Linked DNA regions of Mus musculus: region 2 is linked to region 1. A link is a contact called in public HiChIP or PLAC-seq data. All regions are on one chromosome and are shown on one strand. The core of a region is the stretch at or near the end of the contact, and the rest is flanking DNA. Distances in the headings are between cores, read along the strand shown. Region 1 holds the start of Zfp710 (zinc finger protein 710). Region 2 has its middle 20 kb from the start of Gm42398.

What was found. HiChIP or PLAC-seq counts read pairs in DNA pulled down with a chosen protein or histone mark.
Region 2: an H3K27ac HiChIP or PLAC-seq map of acute myeloid leukemia shows a contact between it and region 1, with 2.6 times the contacts expected there. The contact joins the enhancer-like site here to the promoter of Zfp710 in region 1. A contact is called at or near these places in 1 of 39 promoter capture datasets (pre-B cells), 3 of 115 datasets of contacts at active chromatin or transcription factors (acute myeloid leukemia, bone marrow-derived macrophages and embryonic stem cells) and 2 of 9 other capture datasets (adipose tissue and liver).

The regions. Positions count from the first base shown.
Region 1 is chr7:80,024,935-80,027,634 of GRCm38.p6, reverse strand. Zfp710 (zinc finger protein 710) reads right to left here and starts at 1,407. Exons shown (of 5, transcript NM_175433.5): 1 at 1,152-1,407.
Region 2 is chr7:80,574,533-80,577,232 of GRCm38.p6, reverse strand. No RefSeq gene overlaps it. Among named protein-coding and RNA genes, the nearest start is that of Gm42398, 20 kb to the right of the region's middle. Within about 2 kb of position 1,267, at least 64 of the 459 cell types and tissues checked have an H3K27ac peak or open chromatin away from gene starts, as enhancers often do. A contact at or near this core is called in acute myeloid leukemia, adipose tissue, bone marrow-derived macrophages and 1 more, where this site is marked.

The sequences.
Region 1 (2,700 bases), core at 158-2,657:
ATAAAAGTCATCTTAAAAGGCAAGTTGAAAAAAAAAAAAAAAAAAGAAAGAAAACCAACAACCCGCTACGCACGAGTTAGCAAGTCCGCAGCTGGGGCGGAGGGGTGGGGGGTAGCACCGAGGCCGGCTCGGTGGGGTCTGAGAGTCGTGGAGGGAAGACCACCCGATTCGGGGGGCTCCTCCGTCTGACGCCGACGATCACGCCCCACAGCTCCGTCCAATTAGGAAAATGACCGCGAGGAGAGGGAGAGGGGGCGGCGAGGAAGGGAGGCCGAGCCACGGGAGGCTCGAGATCTGCCGTGGGGATCTGCCCACCGGTTCCCGGCCCGGGGGGTGCGCCTTCAACAGGTCGGAGACGGGGCCACCGAGGTGGGCCGGGGTCCCGCGCTGGTGACGCCCGCTGCCCTCGAGGGGCGCCCGGCACGCCAGCTGCGCGCTGAGCCCTAGCCACCCTGCCGGCCGGGCCGCGCGGCCACCCCACCCGCTCCCGGAGTAAAAAGTTTGTGGGCAGCCGCAGGGGCGGGGCGGCGAAGGGTGAAACTTTGAGTCCCGGGCCGGGTGCGGGGGGAGCATCCCCGAGCGCCGCGACACCCACGTGCGGGCCGGAGACCGCCGCCGCCGCCTCCCCGGCCTCCCACGCTACCGCCGCGCTTTCCTTTCATTTTGCTGCTTCTCTGCCTGTGCCTCTCTCTCTCTCTCTCTCTCTCTCTCTCTCTCTCTCTCTCTCTCTCTCTCTCTCTCTCTCTCTCTCTCTCTCTCTCTCTCTCTCTCTCTCTCTCTCTCTCTCTCTCTCTCTCTCTCTCTCTCTCTCTCTCTCTCTCTCTCTCTCTCTCTCTCTCTCTCTCTCTCTCCTCTCTCTCTCTCTCTGTCTCTCTCTCTCCTCTCTCCTTCCCTTCCCCCTCTCCTCCCTCCTCCTCCCCCCCTCCAGACGCCATCTCTCTCTCTTTCCCCTTCTCTCGCTCCAGCTCTCCGGCATGAGGGAATGTGGAAGTGAAAGGAAAAGACGACATGTTTGCCTGCGCGCCGCCGTCCCCGGGGAGAGGCGGGGGGCGGGTCGACCGCGGCCGCAGCGACCCACCCCCGCGCCCCCCAGCCACCCCGCCGCGGGCCGCCCGGGGGCTGGCGGGGCCGCGGGCTCGCGGGACACTCACCCTGGGTCCGGGCGCGGCTCCTCGCGCTGGGGGCCCTCGGCTGGCCGGGCCGGGCGGGCCGGGGGCTCCTGCTGCCCACCGCCCGGGTTGCAGCTGCGCGCCGCCTCCACGCGCGCCCGCCCTGCTCTGCCACCCTCCCTCCGGCTCCTCTCTTTCTCCCCCCCTCTCTCTCTCCCTCCTGCTCTCTCTCGCGCTCGCTCGCTCTCTCGCTCGCGCTCTCTCCCTCCCTGGAAGAAGGGAATGAGGCAGGGCTGACGTGAAGGGATGCTAAACAGCTCCTCCTAAGCCTGCTCGCAGAGGAAGAGAGACAGAAAAGCAGCCCTTTTATCTCTCTTTTGTTTTCTCACTTCCTTCCACCCCCCCAGCACCCCCCTCTCCTCGGCCCAAGTTTTCTTTTTCTCTTTCTACCGCAGAGAGGATTTTTCTTCTTTTCTTTCTTTCTCTCGCTGCAACTCTCCTACTCGAATTGCAAGCCTGGAGGCTTCTCTTTTTTTTCTTCCCCTTCCCTCTTTTCTTCCTCCTTCCTCCTTTATTTCTCTAAAAGGGTTTTGTTTGCTGTGGGAGTTTCGTTTGAAAATCGAGTCACGCCTTTTTCCTTCTTTTCTTTCGCCCTCTCCCTCTTTTTTTTCCCCTCCTCTCAGCAGAAAAGGGGAACAAAGATTAACAAGCGGGGGAGAAGGGAGCGTCAGAACCTCGCATGGAAATGGGGGGGCTGTCCCTGCCAGGCACAAAGGGGGCTCCAGAGAGCAGCCCCCAGGAAGTCTGGGGTGCCCTATCCCAAATAAGAGCTAATGGGGGTTGGGGTCGGGGGAGCCCGAGTGGCCAGTCCTTCCGAATACGGGTTAGGGCTCAACCTGCCCCCTCCCCAGTCAGGGGTGGAAGCTGGGGGTGCTCTTCACTTAATATATTTTTTAAGTGGGCAGATGGGACTTAGAGCAAACGTCGCCGCAGAGCCCTCAACAGTAAAGAGCCTTTAAACAGCTGTTCGCAGAGCCCTGGACGGTCAGACTCGAGGGAACGGCCCCGGCTGCTATCACCGGGACCCGGGTGCGAATGGGGTTCAGAGGAGTTCGGGGTCCCTCGCATCCTCCCCAAGCCCAGGGCCTAGGCTCGACCCCGGGGTGCACTGCTGGAGGGCGCCGAGGCGTGGTCGTTCGCTGAGGTCTGGGCCCTTGTGGCTCCCCGCGGGGCCCGGGGTTCGGCATAGCCTGGCCTCCTCCCAGCTCTGGGACAGGCCGGACACCCCGCCTCCAACCTCCCGGACACCCGCCACTCAAGAGCTGCGCCGCTCGACTCCGACGCATGGGCGGGTACGGAGCCCGCGGACAGAGCGGGGCAGTGTCGCCACCAAGGGTCAATTATTCATGGGGCGCCTGGGCGTGCTCCCAAGACCAGCTCTGTCTTCGGCTTCTCCAGAGGAGTGGAGACAACACGGGGGAAAAGTTCCCAGAGCAAAGTTGGCCACATTTCTTATTTTCCCAAGTAAGTATTGAGCACCTGCTGGATGCCTGGCCCTTGGACTGGGGCTGCAGCTGGGCGAGAAACGTGA
Region 2 (2,700 bases), core at 18-2,517, 550 kb before region 1:
CAGATGCAGGGAGAGAAGATCAATCGGAAAGAGCTAGAAAAGAGCAAAAGGCAAAGTTGGACTTTAAGTTTTTCCCAGACCTAACTGGGCAGTGGGAAGGCCTGAGCAAAGCCCTACAGGGCTGGGCTGGCTCCATCAGCCACACCCTCCTTCCCCGTGCTTCTTAAACAGGTCTTTTCAATTTCCCGATGTCCTGCGAGCTTCCAGACTGTTCTGATGATCAAATTCAGGTTGTCAGCCACAGGCTTACGTGTCAAGCCCTTTTACCCACTAAGCCATCTCTCTGGTTCTTGTTTGTTTTAAAACAAGAGCTTCAGATACCCCAGACTGACCCAGGGGTCACAAGGTAGCTGCGGATGACCTTGAACTTCTAATCTGCCTGCTTCTACACCCCTGAGGTCTGCAGACTGCACCAGCTTGCCTAGTTTCCGCAGTCCTGGGGGTGGAGCCAAGGGCTTCATTCATGCTAAGCCAGCACTCTGACAACAGAGTTACATCCCAGCCCTGTTTAATACTGTATTTGTTTTATAATGAACACTAAAAAGCAAAATTGATTTTTATAAAATAAAAATTTAAAAATGTTCAATATCTGCTTCCAGGACATTGGAAGACTAAGCAGAAATTCTGGCACCTTCTGCACAGATACCTTAGCCATCCACCCAGACCAGATGACAGTCAGAGCCAGCGCAGGTGAGCAAGGTGTAGCATGCTGAGTCTGCGCAATCCTGCCTCTCCCAATAGAAAAAGCAGAGGAAACCGCCCAGCCCCACCCAGCTGGAGGCTGACACAGGGCTGAGTGTAGCCACCGGGTGGGTACCATCATAATGGAGAGACAGCTCACCCATGGCATCCCAAGCTGCAGAGCATTTACAGGGAAGACATAGAAACTTAGGAGCCCAGGAGAAAAGCGGAGTGCTGAGGACCAGGACCGTGGTGAAGCTGGGCTCTCTCTCATGCTGTCTTTCCAATGATGCTAGTGACTCATTTATGCGTCCTTTCTTTTTACCTCCGTCAGACATCTTCCTCTCACAGTCTTGTCTTTCTCTAAACCAACCCCTACTAGAAATGATGGTCAAAACAGCTACCACGCATTGAGCATGGGTACTGTGCTGGTGTGAGAATGCCTTCCACACCTTTGTATATTTGACTACTTGATCCCAAGTGGATGGCCTGTTTGAGTAACTTTCAGAGGTGTGGTCTTGCCGGAGGAAGTGAGTGACTGAGAGCAGGCTCTGAGAGTTTGAAAGACTCTCTTGGTTTCTAATTCTCTCTCTCTGCTTCCTGTTTGTGCCTTTAGTTCTGTTTCCAGATCTAGACGTCGTGTCCGTCTGATACCATACTTCCTGTCTGTGATGGTGATGACCGTTAACCCTCTAGAAACATAAACCCCAAGGAAGCGGTTCCTTCTAGGAGTTGCGGTGGTCATGGTGTCTTATCACAGCAACAGAAAAGTTAGCAACTCGGGTGCTCACCAGTCAGATGCCATAGCCACTGTGGTGCACAAGGGAGGACAGAAGGGACAAATCACCCAGACTTAATTTGTCTCACGAACTTGCCAGTCAGGAACTTGGTATGTTGCTCTGGGTTCTGACTCTAGATGTGAGTTGCAGCCATGATGTGGGTTGGAAGCTGGTGTGCATGATATAAGTGCTGGCATTTGAGAAGCTGAGGCAGGAGGATTGAGTTTAAGGCCAACCTGGACTACATAGCAAGATCTTGTCATTAAAAAGCCAAAAGTGTGATGGTTCACACCTGTAGTCCCCTGGCCTGGAAGGCTTCACCTCTCTCCAGTCTAATGTCCCTCTTTACCCAACTCTACTTAGCCCACCATGCCAACCCCCCTCTGCCACAATACCCTTGTATTCTCTGCTCACTTGCCCAGCAGTCTCCGTAGTGCTCATCTTGTGGGGCTGGTTCCTTGTACATTCCAGACTCCCCTCCAGGGTTCACCCTAGCATGGCCCTCTCCCATCACTGTATAAACCTGCTGACACTGGGCTCTCTGGGAAACTCTCTTAACTTGACTTATCACCTTCCTCCTCTGTGTATCAGGAAAGTCCTGTGGCTACAAGCAACGACCTCCTCTCCAGCTGTCTCACGCTGAACAGAACCTTATTAAAGGATGCTAAATGCCACACAAACTCTCAAGGGCATTCAACAATGAGGCTTAGAAGTCATCCTGCTGGGAACATCACAGATTGACACCCGTGAGGTCTCCTTCTACCACTGGGAGCCAAGTGGGTACTCCACGGTGGTGTCCCAGATGGTTATAATGGAGCCCAGTAAACACACAGCTAAACAAGAGGCAAGAGAGGGCTCGAGAGAGGGCTCAGCATTTAGGAGTGCTCATTGACCTTGCAGAGGGCATGGGTTCAGTTCTCAGCACCCACATGGCAGCTCAACCCACCATAACCCCACATGCATATATACATAATTAAAAATAAAGAAGATATTTTAAGAGGCAAGAAAAAAGAGGAAAAGGAGGAGGAAGAGGAGGAAATGGACAGAGTTAAGAGTTTCAGCAGCCTTTGCAGACTCCAAAACTGGCTCCTAAAAAAAAAAAAATCAGAGGATGGCTTGATACAAGTTTGGGTTATTAGTAGAGGAACTTCAGTTGAGAAAATATCCCCCCCCCCATCAGATTATCATGTAAGCAAATCTGTGGGACATTTTCTCGATTAATGATTGATGTGGGAGGGCC